Linked DNA regions of Gossypium hirsutum: region 1 is linked to region 2. A link is a contact called in public Hi-C data. All regions are on one chromosome and are shown on one strand. The core of a region is the stretch at or near the end of the contact, and the rest is flanking DNA. Distances in the headings are between cores, read along the strand shown.

What was found. A called contact is a pair of places that touch in the nucleus more often than the background predicts.
Region 1: a contact with region 2 is called in a Hi-C map of leaf, with 2.1 times the contacts expected there. The contact joins the promoter of LOC107925438 here to the enhancer-like site in region 2. A contact is called at or near these places in 2 of 34 Hi-C or Micro-C datasets (both in leaf).

Annotation. Positions count from the first base shown.
Region 1 is chrA01:111,753,983-111,758,275 of Gossypium_hirsutum_v2.1, reverse strand. LOC107925438 (phosphoribosylamine--glycine ligase) reads right to left here and starts at 2,999. Exons shown (of 5, transcript XM_016856109.2): 1 at 2,812-2,999; 2 at 2,216-2,516; 3 at 1,611-1,963; 4 at 1,001-1,531; 5 at 343-918. The coding sequence starts at 2,468. The coding sequence ends at 502. It overlaps LOC107925440 (shaggy-related protein kinase kappa), which reads right to left. Exons shown (of 14, transcript XR_005927107.1): 14 at 3,697-4,293. It overlaps LOC107925441, which reads left to right. Exons shown (of 3, transcript XM_041113533.1): 3 at 1-129.
Region 2 is chrA01:111,531,587-111,535,503 of Gossypium_hirsutum_v2.1, reverse strand. No RefSeq gene overlaps it. Among protein-coding and RNA genes, the nearest start is that of LOC107925402, 7.0 kb to the right of the region's middle. Within about 2 kb of position 1,738, at least 8 of the 9 cell types and tissues checked have an H3K27ac peak or open chromatin away from gene starts, as enhancers often do. A contact at or near this core is called in leaf, where this site is marked.

The DNA of each region.
Region 1 (4,293 bases), core at 1,750-4,249, 220 kb before region 2:
TTTTCTTTTTGAAAAACTTGGTTTATGTAAATTGCCTAGTTGAATTACTGAACAAGATTTATAGATAATATCTTGTGAAGAAATTATGTACATGTATCTACAGAAATGACAGTTGAAAGAATGAACTTCCATATTCTCTCTATTTTTTTAAGTTCTTTGGAGAAAATGTTTTGTTCCAGTTCCAAAGTCTCAAGAAAATCTTTATGCCGGCATGTGGAATAAAGAGAGGCAATTTTTGTTGCTGTCATATCACTGTCCCATAATGGATTAGTTAATTTAATTTCTTCCCATTTAATTGAGGTGATTTAGGTAGAAATTTGAACGCAAGAATCTATAAAGATATACAGAAACAGGGCAATGGATTTTCAGGAAATGTAGGAAATTTAAGAGTTACAAATTCTTCAAGTCTTTCATAGAGGTAATTTCATTTCTCAATGGGTGTAAGAGCCAATTGCTGTAAGATGTTCAGTCAAAAGTAGTGCGCAGGATTTTGATGTTGACCTAAGCATTTCTAGAAAATTGCTTTTGAGGAAATGCTCTCCATCCAATATCTTGCCGGTAGAACCCTCCAGGCCAGTTGATTTCTTCAACTGCTAGGTAAGCTTTATCCCTTGCTTCTTCAAGATCTCTTCCTTTAGCTGTAATCCCAAGAACACGGCCACCAGTAGCAATGAAGTTGCCATCTGAATCAAATGCAGTTCCAGCATGGAACACCTTGACAGCAGGAGCAACACACTCTGCTTCTTCAAGGTTCCGAATCACAGTCTCTTTCTCATAGGAGCCAGGGTAACCCTTGCTTGCCATTACTACCACCATGGCCGACCCAGGAGACCACTTCAGTGAGACTCCTTTTAGTTCTCCTCTACACGCTGCTAGCAGAACTTTTGCAAGATCTGACTCCAAACGTACCATCAGAACCTGTATCACAGCAAATCACAATGTAAGTTATCCTCAAATGCCTCATTGAAGCTTAAAAGATGCATATAAACCAGCCCGTGACCTGACACTCCGGGTCTCCAAAGCGGACGTTGTACTCAATTAGTTTAGGTAAGCCAGACTTCTTGTCGATCATTAGTCCGGCATATAAAACCCCAACGAATTTGCATCCTTCCATTGACATGCCCTTAACTGTAGGGAGAATAATGGATTCCATGACCACATTTTGAAGTTCTTTAGTTAAGACTGGTGCAGGGGAGTATGCCCCCATTCCCCCAGTATTTGGACCTGTGTCACCATCTCCAACCCGTTTATAGTCTTGTGCAGACTCTAGTGGTATAGCATTCTCCCCATCAACCAGGGCAAAGAATGATGCTTCTTCTCCTTCGACAAATTCCTCGACAATAACCCGGTAGCCTGCGGAACCAAAAATGCCCTCTACAAGCATTGAATCAACGGCTTTGTAGGCCTCCTCCAATGTTGTAGCAACAGCAACTCCTTTTCCAGCAGCGAGTCCATCTGCTTTGATAACAATAGGTGCTCCTTGCTCTTTAATATATTGCTTTGCAGCTGATGCATCTGAAAATGTTTGATACTAAACCAAACATTTAAAAGAAATAAGTAACCAAAAGCAATAATGGTAAAATGTTTTTTTGCAAACAAATGAAAGAAACCTTAGCAGTAGAAATCCCATATCTATGACATATAGTCTTCATGAAGTCCTTAGAACCTTCCAAAGCAGCTGCCTCAGCTGAAGGGCCAAAAGTAGGAATTCCAGCCGTTACCAAATCATTGGCAAGACCTGAAACAAGGGGAGCTTCGGGTCCAACAACCACCAAACCAACACCCCATTTGCTGCAAAAAGAAATCACAGCTAAGCTATCAAAGATGTCAAGGTCAGGAATACAGGTTGCATTCCCCGAGGTGGAAATCCCCGCGTTGCCTGGTGCACAGAAGACAGCATCGCAAGACGGCGACCGCTGCAATGCATAGCAAAGAGCGTGTTCTCTTCCGCCTCCACCAATAACTAGAACATCATAACGGTCAAATTAACGGTGTCATCCAATGTTTTTGAAATCGGATAGATAAATCAAATCAGTCGAGACAACCCCAAGAAAAAAGTATCACACGAGAGTCCCATCTTTTTCTTTGGCTTACCATGAAAATAAAAAAGGAAAAAAAAAAGATGAACCACAAACAAGAATAATAGAGAAAATGGAGGAAAGGGTAATCATAAAAATAGAAAAATAAACGAAAAGGGGGTGTTGCAGAGTCATACTGTTATTGCCATATGTATCAACTGAAACGGAGAGCTCTGATGTCTGAGAAAAGCATGTGAAAGTAGTAGAGGACCATCGTGAGCTATGATGATTGATGCTTAAGCTAAGAGTTCCCACACAGGAAGAGGAACTACCAAGCACCAATCTTGATGGTAAAGCGGAAGAATGAAATTGAGAAGCAAAGATGCCGCTAAACCTGTTGTTGGTAACAAGCTTTGGATAAGGAGGGAGTCTAAGGGTAGTAAAGGCCATACTTTTTCTTCTTCAAGTTCTTCTCTGCAATATGGAAACAAACAACACCTGGTGCTGGCGGGTTTTATTGTCATTTATTGAGAAAGAAAAATACAAGCACAAGTATACAATTATAAAAAAATAAATGAGTAACTACAAATCACAACATATAAACATCAATTCAAATCGTAATTTTGTATTCAATATACGTAAGATATTAGTAAGCATTACGGGGCAAAAGAGTGACATCTCTTTCTTTTTGTTTTCTATACTAATATAAAGCAATGGGTATTATTAATCAAATGAAACAGTGAAATAGAATAGAATAGTAAGTAAAACAACAGATATTTGTGGGAGAGAAGACCTTACAAGTGAGACCAAGCCAACAGAGAAGCTTGAGATAGCAGCAGATAAGTTAGAAGTGAAAGTGAAAGGCAGCAAAAGTTTTTAAATTTGGGTATGAGTGATGATGATGCAGTTTATATTGCGTGTGAAAAAAAGTGAGGAGTGGAGATGAATATAGATAACTGTGCAGGAGACGAAAGTTACAAGTAAAGGATAAATAAAAAAGGTGTGCTAATTCTGCTCCTATACTATGTGCTGCTCTCTGTTTTGCATTTGACATGGTAGTGTCTGAAAGTGGATTTGGATTTTTTCCACCAATATCAACTCTTGTTTTCCCTTTCTTTTTCACCCCGATAAAGTAAAATGCCCCCACAATCATTTAAGGTTTGTGTATCTGTGTAGTTCATTTAATTATTTAGAGTTTACACCAAGTTTAATTGAGATGAATGGAATAAAATTGTAATCAGTAATTCAATTGTTTGATTTAATAGAATTAAATAAAATTGTAATTGTATTCTCATGTTTGGTTTAATGGAATAGATGTTGTAACAGCATAAGAAAAAATATTTAAATGTCCAAAGTAATTTTAATAAAATAATTATTAATTATAATTTAATAAAATAATAATAAATAATTTAATAACGTTCTTAATATAATTATTATTAAAATATAAATTAATAATATAAAAATAATATATAACCTACTTTATTGAAACAAAAAATACATTACTTTAAAAGTAATAATGCCTTTAATATTGCACAAAAATTATATAATAGCCTGTAAGGGAAAAAAAATTAAAAATATACTATGAAAATTGCATGAAATTGTATTTACATATTATATTTACATCTTGCGTTTTAAAAATATCCATCGCAAGCATCACATTGCAAATAAGTTGATGAGGTTTTAGCTTTAGAACCATTCCAGTCTTGTTAAAGAGTATAAGCATGACATTCACAAATAAACAACCATTCTGTTAGCTACAACCAAACATATTAGTCAATATCCAAAAATTTACAAGTGAACATCTTCGGAATGAAATGAGAACCCAAAACAACACTTAGAAACATTTCTTGCTAAAACGCTTTAATTGGGTGTAACTTTCATGTAACGGTATTTATACCCATTCTATATTATTTATTATTCATTTTTTCACGTTCAGGTAACCCCTTCAATCTCGCAATCCACCATTTTAGCATGTTGGTGCTAGATAATTTGAAGCTACGTCCAGCATTCCATGTTAACCTTTTAAAGAAAAATGCAAGAGCTCAGGTGGTACCAAACTTGGAACCCCCCCCCCCCTTTCTCGAAATCGATCAAGATGGTCAACCTAAGGTGGATCTTAAAGCTGTCTTGATCAAAAGAAACAATCTAGTTGTAACTCAGTGGTTGGTGGAATGGTCAAATTTGGGTCTAGACGAAGCTACATGGAATGATTTCTTCTTTTAATCTTTGGGGACAAGGAACAACAGGGAATGAAGGTAATGTTATGAAAAAGACA
Region 2 (3,917 bases), core at 489-2,988:
ATAAGCATTTCTATGCGCATCTAGTGTAGTAATCAAATTAATAGCCTACAAGCAGTCAACTACCACTGCAACTTGTTTGTATCCTTTGTTCCAAGCAATCTTAAGGTCATCTACAATAGCCCATAACTTAGGCACATTAGACACACTAACACTTTAGTCCCCTCATTGTTTCAAAGCCCATATTTCAAAGCATAATAAACCTAAGATTAAGAACTGTAATGCCCCCAAAAAGTTTGGTGTCATTAATAGTACTATTTAGGGAAATAAAAGCATAAAAATTCAAAGAAAAAGAATTTATATTTATTAAATGTATTTGCAGATTTAGTTATACACCGAGAAGAAAGTATTAAATGTGATAAATTAAAAATCTCTATCATTAAGTGATATTAAATATATATATAAAAGAAAATGGAAAACGCTCTGGATGTTGATGGTATCTGTTCTCTGCCGGTGGTTGAAGATGGTGGCGGAGTGCGGGTGGACGATAATCCTAATACAAAGAAAATTAGATTCAAAGAAGATAATAATGGGAAAATCACCGATATGTTGGTGGAAACGAGAGCTAGTTCTTCAATCTCCTGGGAGGACAAATTGTTGGGGACTAATCCTGGAGATCTGAATACGGTTGGAGTGGTCTCTTTTGGTTTCAGTGTCGATGTTGACTTAGAAATTTTGGAGGGAGACATACATAGATCTATGGTCAATGGAATCCCCGCCATTGATTTTTCTGAGAGGATTCAACAAATATTATATAAAGAAATGGAGCAAACAGTTGTCATAAAACTACTTGGAAGGAATATTGGTTATGGAGCTTTAAACAACCGCATAAGTAATTTATGGAACCCTTCCATGCCTTTCCATCTCATGGACATTGAGAATGGATATTTCCTCGCTAAGTTTCAATCCCCAGATGACTATGCTAAGGTTTTGTCGCAGGGGCCTTGGATGATTTATGGACAATACCTGACTGTCCAACCTTGGACAAAGGATTTCACTCTATCTCAAGCATATCCAAGCATGGTGTTAGCTTGGATAAGACTACCAGGTCTTTCAGGGTTCCTGTATAAAAGAAGAATACTCGAAGAAATAGGAGGTATGATCGGTAAAGTTGTCCGTTTGGACTTCAATACAAACAGCAGAACTAGAGGAAGGTTTGCCCGAATGGCTGTTTATATTAATCTCGATAGACCCCTGACTACTCAAGTCCTTGGGGTTACATCAAAAGGTTGAATATGAAGCTCTACCCACGATTTCTTTTACTTGTGGAAAATATGGCCATACTAAAGAGCTCTGTGTCGTAGAGCAACCGGGATTGTTATCCGAAAAGGAGCAAATCAGTGATATTCCGGTGAAGAGGGCAACCGAAGAAGACGGAGCAACGTACAGGCTATGGATGGTTGTCGAGAATAAAAATAGGTGCAAATCTAGGAACATTAATTCCAGTAAAGAGAATCTTCGGGATCAAGGAAAATCAAGCTCCAGTTTTGACGCCTTGACAAATATAAAAAATCTGAATTTGAATGTTGGAACAAAGAAGGGAATAGAGGGTCAAGCGGTGGATGTTGGAAAAGTTACAGAGCAGATAAGGGAAAATAATAAGGGAAATGAGCGGATATGGGGAGTTAAAAAGAGTGTCGGGCCTGAGATTTATAAAATGAGCAGGCCTGCTATGGACGGCCCAATAGTCCCTTTCATTGCTGGTAATGTTGAGGCTAATGGTGCAAGAGGCCCAGATGCTGCCACATCGGATAAGGCCACTACCTGCGATGGGTCAAGTCGAATTAATGTGCTAGACAGACCAAGCACTAAATTCGAGTTTCAAGTTGACACTACAGAGGGATCTTCTAAGTCTTTAAGTGCTCATGCTATTAGCACGTCGACCGACACTCTAAGTTTTAATTCATCTCCAAATTTTGCTAATTTTTTTAATATGAATAATTCTTGTCTTAACCCTATTTTTGTTGGATAGGAGGATAACGATGGTGATGCTTTAGGCATACAGAACAAAGCTGATTTGATGGTGCCAGAATTGGTTGAAATTAAAGTCACCGATCCTATTGGAGGCTTAGATCCTTAGAAACATACTGCAGTATCTTTCAACAAGAAGGAATCAGCTAGAGGGAATTTTTTAAGGAAAAAGAACACCACAGATTTTGGGGGTAATAAGCCACATACTTTGGGGAAGTCAGTGGTTATTAAAGATGGAGGGTTTGGGGCTACAAAAAAGATAAATAAAGTTACGCATGGGAAAGGGATTAATTTTAAAAATAAAAATTCCTCTAGAGTTCCTTTGAGTGACTCTATGATCAGGTTAGCTCAGACAGTTTCCAATTTGCGAGGTGTTAACTTGGAGGTGGCTGGTCAAGGTTCGGGTAATAGTATCTAAGATTGATTCATTTTTTTTTGGATATTTTGATTTTAATTTTTAGATTTTTACTCTTTTCGTTCCTTTTTATCTTTTTTTATGGATTTAAATTTATCTATTTTCTCTTGGAACTGCCAAGGTTGCGCAAGTAGTAAATTTTTACGGGCTTTTCGTGAGTATAATCTTGAGCATAATCCGGATATTGTTTGTCTTTTTGAGCCACGAGTTAGTGGTAAAAAAGCTAATGCTATTATTGATAAGTTGGGTTTTGATTTCTCTCATCGCATTGAGTCTATTGGTTTTGCAAGGGGCATTTGGGTTGGATGGAAGGATAATATTCGCATCAATATTATGCATAACCATCCGATTTATTAGAAGTTTTACCTCCCGGTCCATTACCTTGGCTTATCTTAGGAGACTTCAATGCTATTCTCTCTCCTAATGATAAAAAGAGTGATCGGTCAACGGGTAAGAGATGCAAGATTTTTGGGAATTTTTTCGAATCTTGTAATCTGCAGGATCTTGGATTCATAGGTCCTGCTTTTACTTGGAAAAGAGGTAACATTCATGAACGGATTGACCGGGCTTTAGCAAATGATTATTGGATCTCTGCTTTCCCGCATACTTTAGTTTATCATCTTAATTGGATCATAGACTTATTCTTATTTCTACTAACCCTGTTCTTAGCCTTCCAAAAGGGAGACCTTTCCGTTTTCTTGCAGGGTGGACAAGACACGCAAATTTCAAAGAGTTGGTCTGTACTAAATGAAGATTTACAGGTAATATGGCTGACTCTTTATCTGACTTTACTATTCATTTCAAAGAGTGGAACAGGTCTGTCTACGAATTTTTAGGAGCGTGTAAGAGATATCTCATGAAGTCGCTTAGGAATATTCAGAAGGCTATGGATTGGTCATCCTCTAGTAGACTTGTTGATCTGGAGATGGAGGTTCGAGATGACCTGAAAAATGTTCTTAATCATGAAGAGCTCCTTTGGAGACAGAAGGTCAGATGTGACTAGCTTCAGTTCGGAGATCGTAATACTAAGTACTTTCATAGTCGCACCATGCAAAGGAGGAAACTTAATCACATATTGGCTTTACGCATAAGTAATGGAGAGTGGATTTCTGATCAAAGTGTTCTCAGTGATGAGGTAGCTAGATTTTTTGAGAGACTATATGGTGAATCTCCTACTCCCATGAGTACTTTTCCATTGGATGTATTTTCTCATTTCAAGGATGAAGACATTGATTTTCTTAAAAAGTCGGTATCGAATGAGGAGATAAAGAATGCCCTCTTTAATATGGCTCCTTTGAAGGCTCTGGAAAGTGATGGGTATCACACACAATTTTTTCAGAGTCAGTGGGATTCTGTTGAAGAGGCGGTTTGCAATTGGGTACAGGGGATCTTTGCTGGTAATAAGATTGAGGAGGATCTCAATAACACCTTAATTGTGCTTATTCTTAAGAAAGAGTGTCTAGAAGATTTCAGCCAATTTCGACCAATCAGTCTATGTTCGGTTATGTATAAATTGGTCATGAAGGTGATCGCC